Regions from separate parts of the Anser cygnoides genome. Here region 2 is linked to region 1. The links are chromatin contacts, called in public Hi-C maps. All regions are on one chromosome and are shown on one strand. Each heading gives the region's core, a stretch centred on a gene start, on an enhancer-like site or on the middle of the called end of the contact. The rest is flanking DNA. Distances are from core to core; before and after follow the strand shown.

Region 1 (6,866 bases), core at 3,208-5,707:
TCTACATTCAGCATTAAAGAGCACATTATCAGAAATATATTGAGAACAGAAATGAATTCAAAGAAAAAGTAACAAAAACCCAACAGGAGATAAAAAAAATAGAAGTAGGGGGCACAGAGTAAAAACTGAAATCATTGTATTATAGTCTACAACTGTTCAAATACTATGATCAAAAGACGAGAATAAATTCATCTTGTATTCAAAAGTACAAAAAAAAGGGAGAGAATGAAGGCAAACATAATCAGGCTGAAATTCAAGGATAAAGAAAAATAGCATACAACAGAACTTCCCAAAGGAAATAATGGAAATGCACAGTACCTGATCTCTAAATAGAACAGCAAGAAGTTTATTTCTAGTAAAATTTAGCAATAATGGCAGTTTGTGCTCTTTTTCCTAACTTAGAAGATGACTAAAATATGAAAAGAAACATTTTTCCCAGGATGCTTTGAAAAAATATATATATTTAAATGAAGGCACTATCTTAATGTAGCTGAATGACCAACAAGTTACTCTACGAAGAAAATTTAAAAATAACCTGCAGTCCATCTGCATTAGTTTTTACGAGTTCCTTCCTTGACAGTTTTAAACTCAGCTTTCACCTTTCTAAAATTCTATTTGAAATAAACTGTCCACGATTACATTTAAAAAAATATTTTCCACTGTAGTCGCAGAAGATTACCATTAGAATGAACACAACAAATTCTCCTCAAGACCAAAAGATTTTTTGCTATTAAAATACTAATTTCAATACTAACTCAAAAACCAGCTGCATCAGTGGCCACCACATCACTCTGAGAAGTCCACAGAGGTCGTGCCACCGCTGCAGACCATACAGCAGGGAGCTGGAGATGGCAGCCAAGTGAGAAGGCTGGTTCCAAGCTGTGCGTGCGAGCTCAGAGACACTACCTGATTCCTAGGTTTAATTGCTGACAGAAACTATAAAGTAACTAAAAGTACATTAAAATTACTGAAGAAATAAAGAGTGAGGAAAACGGTCAACAAAAGGAGAAAAAGGGGGAAAAAAAAAGGAAAAAAAGAAAGAGAAAAGGAAGAAACAAATCAAATCAAAACCAAATCAAGCATGTATGATAGTAGGTAAAAATCATTAATAAATCAATGTTTCTTCACACAATAGTCTTTTAATGAAATTAGCACTAGCGTTGAAGCAAATAAACGTAATATGATTGAATGAAATGAACTGTGTTCAGATTCTGCATTTTTTAAGCAACCAAGTCTGTCACAAATTTTTTCATTTTTCTATTTAGTTATTTTGTACCTTACGTCTCTAAAATTATTTCAAAAGGCACTGATAAAACAATTTTTACATAAAACTTTCCTGAACAAGAAAAATAATTTTATTTGGTTATACATGTCATTGGAAATAACAGACTAGTGGTTAGAAATAAAGGTTAAAGATTGCTTTTCAAAGTAAAACATAAGTAAAAAAAATAGGTGTGTGTCAGCATAACTTTAACATCTGTCACTCCGTTTATTTCAATTTATTTCATCAAATTTTCTCAGAATACAGCTGAGAATAGGACAGCTTAAATTTCCTGCAGAAAGGCACCCAAATTCACTATAATTTTTGTACAATTTCACAAAGAATGTGTGTGATTTCTCTGCTCAGACTAAAGTGTAAGATACAGTGATTCTATTTATTCTTTATACAAGCTAGAAACATGGCACAGAGAAGTGGGAAAAAATCATATCCATGAAAAGAAGCGGAGTTAAAGTACAGCAACGTCCCACAGTGTGAAACCAAACAATCCATAACAACACAATCTTGAAGTTTGCAGAGCAAAGTATACTCAAACCCTAAGTAACGTGATACATATACGCATGCATAATGCATGGAATGGATATACTAAGATAGCTTTTGTTGAATAAATAATGAGTTCCTGAAACAACTATAACATAAGATCATAGAACTGGATTAAGTCCAAGTTAAATACTTCACTTGGTGATAGGAAAGCTCTAGACCTCTAAAAGCATCTCGCGCGTGTGATGACAGTTTTATTCTTTGCCACTTTGCCTGTGCCAGCACCAGCTCCACCAAGTGCCTCAAAGCCAGTTACAGTAAAAACTTCAGCAACACAATCTGTGGCAATCTCCAATTTTGTTACCAGTCCTTCTACATTATCAACTTCACTGCACCCAGTTGACTTGCAGGTATATTTGGAACATTTTTCCCTCATTCTATGCCTTAATGCATCTGAGCAGAAGGAGAGAAATATTGCCTTTGCTACAAGAAGTAACACAAAAATATTTCTATACTTTTAGGCAAGTGTAGTTCCAGAGAACTCCAGTTTCATCACAAATTGTATAACCTCAAACTTAGCTTCTATGATCTGGGTATTTAAGTGAAACAATTACTGCTCTTATTTCCTTGTTGGTATTCACTTCTCCAAGCCCAACCTCCATGACAACCTCAGCAGTAAGTTGGAAACCACCTGGCTAAATATATCCCCATGGTCCCTCTGATTTAGCCTATAGCTTTCCTCCTATCCTTTAAGGGTTAAAAATCATTTTACTTATTTATTTTCACTGAATTGTTAAGCTTGACCGCTGTTATCTGAATAACAGCAAAACACAAGAATTAATGCATTTGTATAATATTTATTCATTTCCTATTTTGATAAAAAGAGCAAAACCTCAGCTGTGGATAAAAGCAACGTATTTATATTATCCCTTTAAATTCTAAACCATCCACCTGCTCTCTAGTTAAAGTTGCATTTCAAAACCATATTAACTTTTCACAGTTAACTAATATCCATACTTCAGCTGCTGACATAACAGCCAGAAGTGGCATTCACTTGTTCATCACTTTCTGTTTCAAGGGTCATTACTCGGTATTTCATAAAAAGAAACAAAATGTATGACACTCTAAGCCTCCTCTTATTACTTAATAAAAAGCGTAACCGCTGTGAAAATATTGCCTCTCTTGTATTAGAGAAACAATTAAAGCCCGTTCCCCAGACACAACACTTCACAGGAGGTACGATGCCAACAAGCGTTACATTTTACTAAGTCTTTAGAAGGTTCATTAATCTTTCAGTCCTGGATCTCAGACACTAAAGCGTAACAGCAGTAAGCAGATGCAAACATTCAGCGCTCTCTCCCTCTCTTTGTAGCAATAGAAACGTAGTAAACTCTTAAGAGGCCAACAGCTAAAATTAGCCAGAGAGAATTCTATTCAATCCTCTTTAATCTCTCTGACTTTGCAGAATCTCATTAGCGTTAATATTTTCACTTTCCCTGTTACACTGACTCATCAGAGATGCTTCAAGGCCGGTACAGAGCTCGGAGCAAAGCACTCTTACTTTACAATGACTTCCAAATTCACCTACACCTTAAGTCTTCAGTAAACGTATTATCCCTTTCATCTGTTCAGCAGCATAGTTCGGGTACTATCCAACCAAGGAATAGTAAATAAATAAATAAATAAATAGTGAAACTGACTGCATTTACTTGAATTCATCTGCTTTTACATCAAATCCATGTAAAACAGAAGGCATTGTCCAAAAAAATGGAAGGCAACCCATACAGCCTTTCCTACGCTGCTGCCACAGAAAGTAACTGTATATATGCAGGAACCAAACCTCTTTGTCCCTGCACCTGCTTTTCCTCATCTGAAGATACAGAAGATTAACTTGTGGATTTCTGAGCACTATAACGGGGATTTTTCATCCTTAATGACAGAGGCAAATAAAAAGAAGTCTTCACATAACAATGAGAATTAATTTCGATTACGTTAAACCCTAATATGACCAAGCAAGTCAGAAGGACACCGGCGATGGTGTCTCGGGTCTCCGCTCCCGGGCGCTTTGACCTTTGGCAATCCGGAGCGGGCCGTGCAACCCCTCAGCGCGGGGGCCAGGACCCCTACGGCACGGAGCGGGACCCCCGCGGCGGGGCGATGCCCGGGGGCCGCGATTCGCCGCCCGGCGCTCCGAGGGCGGTTCTCCCCCCGTAAAGGACGGCGAGCCCGGGGCGGCGGCTGCGCCGCGGCGGCCAGCTCGGTGGGCTTCCTCCGACCCCCGCCGCGTCCCGGGGGAGCTCGGGGGGACGCCGAGGGCGAGAGGCCGGGAGGGGGGCGCGCAGCCCTTACCTGACAGGAGGCGCCGGTGACCCCCGGGGGGCAGGAGCAGCGGTAGGCGGCCGGGGGCTGGGGGCGGCGGGGCACGGCGGGGCCGCGGGCCGGCCCCGGGTAGCAGGTGCCGTTGTTGCGGCAGGGCTGGCTGAGGCAGGGGTCCGCGCCGGGGGGCGCGGCGGTGGCCGGCCCCGAGAGGCAGGCGCGGCGCTGCGCCAGGGCCAGCAGGAGGAGCAGGAGCAGCGGGGCGGCTCGGGGCATGGCGGCTGGGTCGGGGTGCCGCTCTGCCTGGGAGAGAGAAGGAGGGGACGGATGGAAGGATGGATGGAGGGATGGAAGGAAGGAGGGAGGGAGGGAGGGACGAGAAAGCGGCCGCCAGGCAGCTCCCTACCCTCGTTCCCCGGGCAACCCGCGGGCGGGGACTGGGCGGGGAGGAGCCGGCCGCGCTCCGCCGGCCCGGCAGGGGGCAGCCGCCGGCCCCCCGCGTGAGGCGGCCTGAGGGGCAAGGGACGTGGGGTCAAGGGGACGGGGGGCACCGTCCCGCTCCTCCCGGGCGGGGTTGGCGCCCGCCTTCAGGAGGCCCTGAAAAGCAGCCCCTGAGGCCTGGGAGTGCTGCTCTGCTCCCGCCTGTGAGGAACTGGGGCTGAAAGTATATCAAGAACAAAGGAGGCAAAGGGCATTAAAATTGTCCCTGTAATTGCTCGTAGCGGGGAGAAAAAAACTTGAGAAATTGCACTTTTGTGTTTATCTAAGTCCGTTTTTTTAAATCCGTTTCTGTCTCTCTTTCCCTGCCTCTGATCAGAGCCAAGATCAGTGATGTGTAAACCAGTGAACGGACTCTGGCCTTCCGTGCCGTCACTTCTACAAAAGCGAAGCATTTAAGCCTCTAGTAACTAATGAGTTTTCATATCTCTGTCAGCAGGTTGCAGGAGAAGGGGTAGCAGCAGTAGCTCTTGGTTTTTAGAAACCTTTCAACTTCTCGTACAAGTAAAGGCTGAAACCTGTGTCATGGCCAGAAACAACTGGCAACGCTGACTGAACTGAGAGTCCATCAGGGTGTGTAGCGGCCTGGAGGCAATACTGCAGCCACCCTTCTAAGCTGAAGTGAAGTGTCATTGCTGTTACCTGATGTGCTGTGTTCTGTTTCACTTCCCCTACCTTTCAGTCGTATGTTCTGTGCCACACTGGCTCCCTCTGCTGGCTCTGCTCTCACTCCGTCCCTAACACCTTTCACCAGCTCGTTCAGGTGGCTCTGGTTCAGCTCCTCTCAACCCCAGGTAACAGTGGGTCCTGATAGTGCCTATAGGCACTGTGGTAATACAAATTTTAAACATATATATACATACTCAAATTAAGTTGCTTCTTTATATTACAACTATCTTTTACTTTTTCTCTCAATATCAGAGCTCTTCACACAAAAACTGCTGTACTTTTATCAGACGAGTTCATTCTTTCTTTACTGATCATTGTCAAATGTCATATCTCTGCAAAAAACAGGAACTTGGAAGGAATTCTTCCACTTTGAACTATGATTTACTGTTCTTTAAGTATGATGGGTTTGGATTTTTTTGTTGCTGTTGTTGTTGTTGTTTGTTTTTTTGGGTGGTTGTTTTTTTTTTTTCCAAGCATTTTTTGCAACCATCGTGCACCATGAGAAAATAAAAAGTTCTTAATTTAAGTTTATATAATTTTGTAATATATAATTTTAATAATGTCATAGAAAACAATTCCAAAAGCAAGCCCATGTTAAGTTATAACCGTTTTTTTCTATTCCATTCACAAGATCTGTTGCCTTGTTCTACAAGAAAATTATTTGGCTTGACATGATTTATTCCTGATAAGTCCACAGAGGTTTCTACTTGTCTCTTTGTTATCTTCTAAATGCTCTGAAATAACCTGTACATATAGCCCGGAATTCTAGAGCATTTGATGTTAAAGCAGCTGGGCTGTAATTCTTCATTTCCTCCTTTTCAGTAAAAATGTTTGCTCTGTTCCAGTCTCCTAGGACTTCACCTTTCCACCGAGGTTTTCAAAGATAGTTGTTCATAAAGAGTTTCATCCAATTCTCTAAACATCTTCTATAGCAAATCATCAGGACAAGTTGAAAAGATGTTCTGCTCTCTAACCTGATCTTTCTTTTTGCTTGAGTTCTTCTCCTGATGGACCTTTGTTAAAGAACAGGATGCCTGAATAAGCTAGGTAGGGAGTGCCCCTATTTTTTTAATTGGTCTTTGTATCCCCAAAGGTTTTACTAATTCTGATGGAACTCTGACCTATGTCTGAGGCTTTTAAGTGGCCTTATACTTAATATAATTAAATAAGTGTTGGGAAGTGAGGTTTCAGGACTGACAGCTAGATAAGATATTGAATTCTGTTGACATAGGAGTATGGTATTTGCAGAAAAGAGAACAACTTTAAAATTAAGCTAGTCAACACATCCAACTGAGCAGGCCGTAACTATATCACGTGTTCCTTTTGTGTTTTACAGACTATATAAGCAGCGTTTGCATTATATATGCCATTTTCATAAGAAAATATTTAACTGTGCAACACTAAGTATTATGCCTATGTAATTAGCTAGTGATTTTCAAAAATGCTGTATTTTTATGCATTTTAATGTTCCAATATGCATAGTTTAAATAATTTTAGTCAGCTTTCTACAAATTACTAATTGAAATATTCAGTAAGGATTGCAAGCTGTCTACCTCATTTACACTTGCTAGAATATGAATTGTATTATGTCTAATATTTAAGACACACTAATAAGCTAAGCTAC
Region 2 (6,866 bases), core at 2,939-5,438, 550 kb before region 1:
TTTAATGAAGCTGTGTTTTCTAAAGCAAAGTGTCTTTCCTGACTTATCTTCATCAATTCTATTGTAGACTTGGTAGAAATCCTGAGGAAGCTTTTTGCATTCTCCTGACTGAAAGTAGTTTGACTCAACTGTGTGTTAGGTAACTGTAGGAGAAGTGCTCCTCTGTTTTCCTTACTAGGTGCATCCAGATAACTCGCTGGCTTTCATCTTGCAGCTCAGACAATCGGACCACAGAATAGTTGCGTAATTACCTGATGCTGTCAGCTTTGCTGCCTGCCTGACTGGTAAAGGACTCTTCTCGACTGCAAAGGTCTTCAGCACCCCACAGTCTGGACCGTGGAAAGAAAGATTAAAGGCATTTCTGAGTTCTTCTCAGAGTGGGTAAGACAAACATGTTTTAGTGTGCGTGTGGTTTTTTTCTTTGATTTTTTTTGTTGCCAGGTCTACCTATCAGTGTGGCAAGACTAAGAGAGGAAAGAAGGCTCTTCCTTAAAAAGGGAAGGGAAAGGAAAGGAAAAGAAACGAAAGGAAAGGAAAACTATATTTTAGCTAAGTGAAAATTTGACTGAAGGAAGTAAGAATATATGGAATGAGCCTGACTGCACGTGACATTGTAAGCAGTGTGTGAGAACTGGTAGATGGACAAAAGAGCACAGAACGGAACTAATGTTCTTTTCTAGTGCTTGCTATTGTCTCGTTGTAGGTAAACCACACGTGCATCTATTCGTGTGAACAGAAACTTGCGACATATTTCCTAGGCAAATAGCAACTCTTTCTCTCTCTTTATTTGGTATAATGTTAAATTGATGAAAACAGCCATGCAAAGATGAAAAACAGAATCTTTGGGAAAGAGAGTGTTCTGTTTACAGCACAACATGCTTTCATTCTCCCAGAATGGCTCTTACCTGGCAAACTGAAAACTCCTAGAAAATCATCTTCCACATACAAATAATACAGTTTTAACATTTTCATGGCTCTGGCGCCATGGTTAGCACTGGAAATAACAGAGCAGAAGTGAGAAGGAGTGCTAACATTGCAGAAGGAAGTGTATGAGTACAGGGGTGTGTGTTTCACTAAGAGGAAGCAGGATCCCTATGCCAGAATAGAACAACCTTGAAAAAAATTACCTAAACCCATTTAATTCACCAAGCAGAAACAAGGAAATATCACAGTACAGTCTTTCTGCATCTGCCAAACCTTACAATTATGAGAAAGGACAGCATGAAAAACTCCCCTTAGTAAAAATTCACTGCACCCATTACTGACATAACAGAAATAGGAAGTGGCTTTCTACATCTTTCCCTTAACTCAAACTCTTGGGCTGGCCTTTCTGATTTAGTTCAGCTTACCACAGACTGACCTACTTCAGAACAAGTGGGTCATGATACAACTTTAAATCAGGAAGCCTAAAACCCACTCTTCTCTGCAAGCGAGAGTGTGTTTGAGTCAGAAACACTTTCTTACTCTTCTTAGGATGGTACTTTGGGCCAAAAAAAGAGATTTGGAGAATCTGTGTTGGCAGAAAGAACCCAGAGTTCTCAAAAGGAAGCTCTTTGTTGTAACCGTATTCATTTTACTTCACACTATCCAACGCAGTTGTCTCCAGCACTCTACATAAACGTATATTGCAGCCTTTCAAAGGCTTTTGAATACTGACTGATAGCGAGGTTTATAGTATCTTCTTTCAGCCACTCCTGCAGACTGCTGACATAAGCAAAAATGCACAGGGCACAACTGATGAATGTTATCTTTCCAAGCTGATAACATCAATACTTTTGATCTCTGTACATAACAGCTGATTACATTGCTGCAGATCCTGAGTGGATGTCTCAGCATTTCCCTTTTCTTTCCAGTGTAGATATTTTTGAACTCTCTACAGTGTGCATAAAGAGTCTTCAAATCTGGCCTTTCATGGTTTAGAGGCTGCGTGCACCTTTTGGATGCTGAAAGACCTCAGGAAACAATTTTACCCCAGCAGTTGAAAAAAATTCTTTCTAAAATTATGCACTAGTTGCCTGTTTTCATGAACTCTAAAAAGAGTAGCATTTCTGCTTAATAGTGCAGGGTTAGTGGTATGGACTTCCGCTCAGGCGCCCTACTTTTGTGCATCATCAGAGTCCTTGCTTGCCTAGCCCTTAAGCAATTAGCTGTGTTGAAGACCTTCCTCTCTCTACAGTTGTTACCTATGCTGCCTAAAGTCTCCATAGATAATCCTACCTGTGCCAGAGCTGTAGTTCTGTTTTGTCACATACCGTTAGTTACTATCTATTTATTTTGCATGCAGGCCTGTCCTCAGTGGCACTTTGGGAAAAACTTCATCTCAGAATAGTATAGCTCTTTGCCACCCGCTTGGGTAGTCAGCATTTTTTTTTCTATTTTTTATATAGGAATAAACAATGCCATAAAGCCAGTGCCATTATGCCAACAAGGAAAGGGGATGAGAGTTGAGGCCTGATTTGACTGATAATGTCACCAGCATCATTACCTCTTACTCCTGATGATGACAAGCTGTGAGACGTGTGTTTGGATGGAGACTAACAGGGAGAAAGTAAGGCAAGAACATGCAAGGAGCTGTTGTCACAGAGCTCTGTGGCTGCTCCACTTCCCTCTTCCCTGTTCAGACTGGGCTGCATTTGTCCTTTCCATGCCTCATGAAACACAAACAAAACAAGCTTGTTGGTATATGATATACAAAACCTTGAAAAAAATTATTTCTCAAGAATACCACAATAATTGATTCAATGATGCAAATACCATCCTGAAGTACAGGACTGAACAGATGATTATTGTAGAAATTATATTAAAATAGCAGATACTCCTCATTTATGCTGTATAGAAGTATCGAGCCTTTAAATTTAACTAACAAGTCACACGTAACACTTCTAGTCGGTGTTAACTAATACTGAAGACACCAGAGAGGCTGCATGAATGTGTGTTTGCAAAGAACTGAGAGGAAGGAGTTAATGTAGAAAGCAGCACCCATGGCATGTTCATTGTTAGCATCATTTAAGCTAAAAGAACAGAAAAATATTTATGCCTGGAAAGAATAATTGGGGTGGTTACATATTATGCTAAACAAATACAAAAAACTGTTAAGACACTAGAGGACGCCAAGACTAGGGGTTGTTCAAAAAGTTGTTTTTGAACAGGGTCATTCCAAATAAGTCAGTTCTGTTGTAAAGCTGTTTAGATTGTTTTCAATGAAAATATTTCCTATCTGCCTCAAGATAACCAACCTTCCACATACGAATGAGACAAAAGATCAAACCAAACCCCAATCATGTCTCACAGACAACCTGGAATTGGCCATTGTATTTTACTTCCTAGCTGTGCAGAACCAAAGGTCTGTCTTCAAAGTGAAGCTGTAGGGAGCCCTGTGAGTGTTTCACAAAAGTCACGTACTGTTAAACAGTGACCTGAACCTTGTTCTAGTGACCCCTTGCCAATGATACGGGCTATGAGGAGACTGATGAGATGAAAGCATGACTGCTTCCCCCTATCGATGATCTACAGCCATTTCTGCATAAAGATTGACTCTTTAGTACATTGTCTTTTAATGGTTCCATGTTGGTTCTCTCTTTTCACATTTTTACTTTAGTCATCAACTCTTTGATTTTTCAAACAGCCGTCATGTATTTGTCCTGCTGTTACTCCTGCCTCTTTAACTGCCCGCATTTTGCCATTTGTAGCACACTCCAGCTCAGGCTTTCAGGCTGACACCTTGATCTCCGCAGCACACACGTGAAGCTGGGCCATGCGGTGCGTGCAGCCCTTCCGGCTGCTGGTGCTCAGGGTGGGCGCGATGAGCCGACTGCAAGAACAGCAGAAAAGCGTTCAAATACCGAGCCCACGCACAACACAAAGTTACAGGTAGAATTAATAGGGATAGGTACAAATCAGTCCACCTGGGAGAAAGCAAGCCTAACTTTGTATATTGATGAGCTTTCAGCTGACTATTGCTACTCCGGTGATATCTTGCCGTTACAGCAGATAGTTCTGCTGAAATAGAGGTTGAAAGCCCGGATGATAGAGAACCGAGGAAGGAAGAAATCGGCGCTCTGCTGCCCGCCTGTTGCAGGCAGTGCACAGCCCCGCTGTGAGGGACCCCGGGCAGGACACCACCACCACCACCACCACCACCACCATTTGCCTGCCCCGGAGGCGGCTGGGGCCGGGAGATGGCGGCCGCCCCGGCGCGTGGCGGCGCATGCGCGCGGGCTCTGTTTGGCCGTTGCCGTGGCAGCGGGCCGGGGCTCGGGGCTGGCGGCGCACGATGGCGCTGAGGCGGCTGCTGCTGCGCTACTACCCGCCGGGTGCGGGTCTCCGGCAGGGGGACGGGCCGGGCCGGGCCGGGCCTGGCCGCGTGGGGAGGTGTGGGTGGGTGTGTGGGGAGCTGTCGGTAACCACGGGCTTCCTCGCGTGTGCTCCTTGCTCGTGTGGCGCGCAGTGGGGTCGTGCGTGCAGCTGCGTGGCGTGATGCGGCTTGGGGTGCTGTGGGGTGGCAGGGCAGCTGCTGCAGGGCTCCTGTCCGCCAGCGGTGTGCTGCGGAGGTGGTACTGGTGATGGCACCTTGTGTAGGCGAGGCAGGTTTATTTACATCACCTTGTTCTGCTGAGCCACGGGGCGTTTAAAAGTTCAAAAGTCATGGCAATTAGCACCAAAAAGTGTACGTGTGATATAAAGGTCTGTTTAGTGAAAAGTTTCTTTGTTGCTTATTTTTCGTTTGGTTGTTGTGTGGCTTCTCTGAGCAGAGCCATGCTTTGATAAGGTATGCCAGCGAGCTGCCTTCATCGTTACCTCCTTCAGGAGAGTGACTGGCTTCAAGAAGCGAAACAAGGCGGAGAGGGCAAGCCCAGGGAGTGTGATGTGATAACAGATCTTTCTGCCAAATTAAACGTTTTCCTTACATACAATGACGTGAAAATTAATCCAATTTATCCTTTCCCACAGAAAAGCAAGGACTGGCAGAATACTAAGCAATGAGGTTAAACATTTTAATACGTTAGCTCAAAGTACATCTTGTGGAGGTGACAGAGCACACTTGGAAATGGGAAGTGTGCTCTGGTTTTCTGTGTGTTATTGCACATAGGCCTTTGCAAACACTGAAATTAATGTAACAGTTCTTGTAAAACATTTTCTGGGCTTCTTGGAAATACAAACTGCAGCAAGTATCTTCAGTACAGTTTATTTGAAAACAGCTGATGAAATATTGTGAAAAGCGGTTGGGGAAAAGCAAACACCAACAACTTGTTATTTTCCAGAATTGAAAATGGATCATAACTACTTTAAGTAATAATATTTAGTATTTCTTATCATATAAACACACCAGAGTTGTTCTGCTAACTGGGAATGCCGAACCTCCTTCTTGTCTCAGTAACTGGAAGTAGGTCTGCTAAGTCAGTAGGGCAACACAAGCAGAAGCATTAACAGTATGCATTATAAAATCCCTAACATCTAATTAAAACCTGTTTATCGTATATTTTTAAAGGAATTATTCTGGAATATGTACAAGGTGGTGAGCCGAAGACCAGATCTATAGATCTACTTGATCTTAGCCCTGAGTAAGTATTTATTTCAGGCAACAACAGTATCTGCTGTTTTATAGCATGTTTATATACAACTCTGTTTGCTTATTTTAAACATAATTGACGTGAATGATGTTTCTTTCACTAAAATGCACACTGAAACATCCAAATATAAAAACTATTTATTTTTGTCTACCTGAAACTGTCCAGCTCAGTATTCTTGGCATAACAAGTCACTTTGTGAAAGACAAAAGTTGTCTTGCGTTACTTAACAGGAGTATAATCACTGAGAGGATACTAATTTATGGGTATATTAGTGGCTCCTGTTTAGAGGACTGAAATAGAAAATCCCTTTTAGACTGCGATGATTTCAATGCTAGCAGGAAGGCTAGGTTTTCTCAGTAGGACCAGTTATAAGTGTGTGTTTGCACTTTCACTGCTGCATATTGTCAATCCTCAGTTTATCTCATGGATGGGTAGGATTCAGCAGTTTATCTGATTGTAGAAAAAGAAGATCTGACTCTACAGATTAGCTGTGAACTACTTCCTGGGGTCTCCATGAGTACCAACGAACTGTGGACCATGTTCTAGTAATTGTTACCATAATTATGAGTTACAGGAACATACATATATCTGTGAAGACACACACAGAGATCATTTTAATGCTTTCCACATCTAATTTTTGTTGTTGCTACTTCATGGGCAATTCACGAAACTCCACTGTAATTTAAATATTTATTCCAAAACCAAGTTTGGATACACATCTCCCATGTCTGACCTTCTGTGGAAACCCATTGAGAAGATAAAGCTCTTGCTAAGCTAAAATTCTAAGAAGTTAAATCTGACTGAACTGCCTTACTAAAGAGGGAAAGAAGAAACCAAGAAAGATTTATTCATATTTCTTTTAAGCCATTACAGGATGAGATAAATATCATTTAATTTCTTGCTTTCATTTCTCTGCAAGTAAATAATATGCTTGCATTTATAATCATAACTATTGCCAGAGGATGAAATCTGCTTTTTTTCCTCATAACTAGCACAGATGTCATAGCCTTAGTAGAAGAAATTCGAAAAGGAGAACCTCTCATCACAACTTCATGCAAGGACTATGTCATAAATTTAGTACGAAGATTGCAGGAGAAGCTAGGGGAACCAGAAGACCACAAGTTCTATCTTTTTAAGGTCAGAGTCATCTTTAAAATAATATTGGAGATTTGGGGGTTTCATTGGAATGTTGTGATTATGTTTTTAGAGGTGTGTATTGTACCTGAGAGCAACATTTGGACTTTATTACTAATTTCTTGTGTCTTTTTGATCACCTCTCCACTGTTACAGAGACTG

The links. A called contact is a pair of places that touch in the nucleus more often than the background predicts.
Region 2: a contact with region 1 is called in a Hi-C map of granulosa cells, with 3 times the contacts expected there. The contact joins the promoter of DAW1 here to the promoter of DNER in region 1. A contact is called at or near these places in 2 of 7 Hi-C or Micro-C datasets (granulosa cells and liver).

Annotation. Positions count from the first base shown.
Region 1 is chr9:3,088,585-3,095,450 of Taihu_goose_T2T_genome, reverse strand. DNER (delta/notch like EGF repeat containing) reads right to left here and starts at 4,457. Exons shown (of 13, transcript XM_048063044.2): 1 at 4,109-4,457. The coding sequence starts at 4,351. It overlaps LOC106036155 (a long non-coding RNA gene), which reads left to right and starts at 4,592. Exons shown (of 3, transcript XR_010833487.1): 1 at 4,592-6,289.
Region 2 is chr9:3,638,992-3,645,857 of Taihu_goose_T2T_genome, reverse strand. DAW1 (dynein assembly factor with WD repeats 1) reads left to right here and starts at 4,188. Exons shown (of 14, transcript XM_048063194.2): 1 at 4,188-4,313; 2 at 5,489-5,561; 3 at 6,563-6,707. The coding sequence starts at 4,208.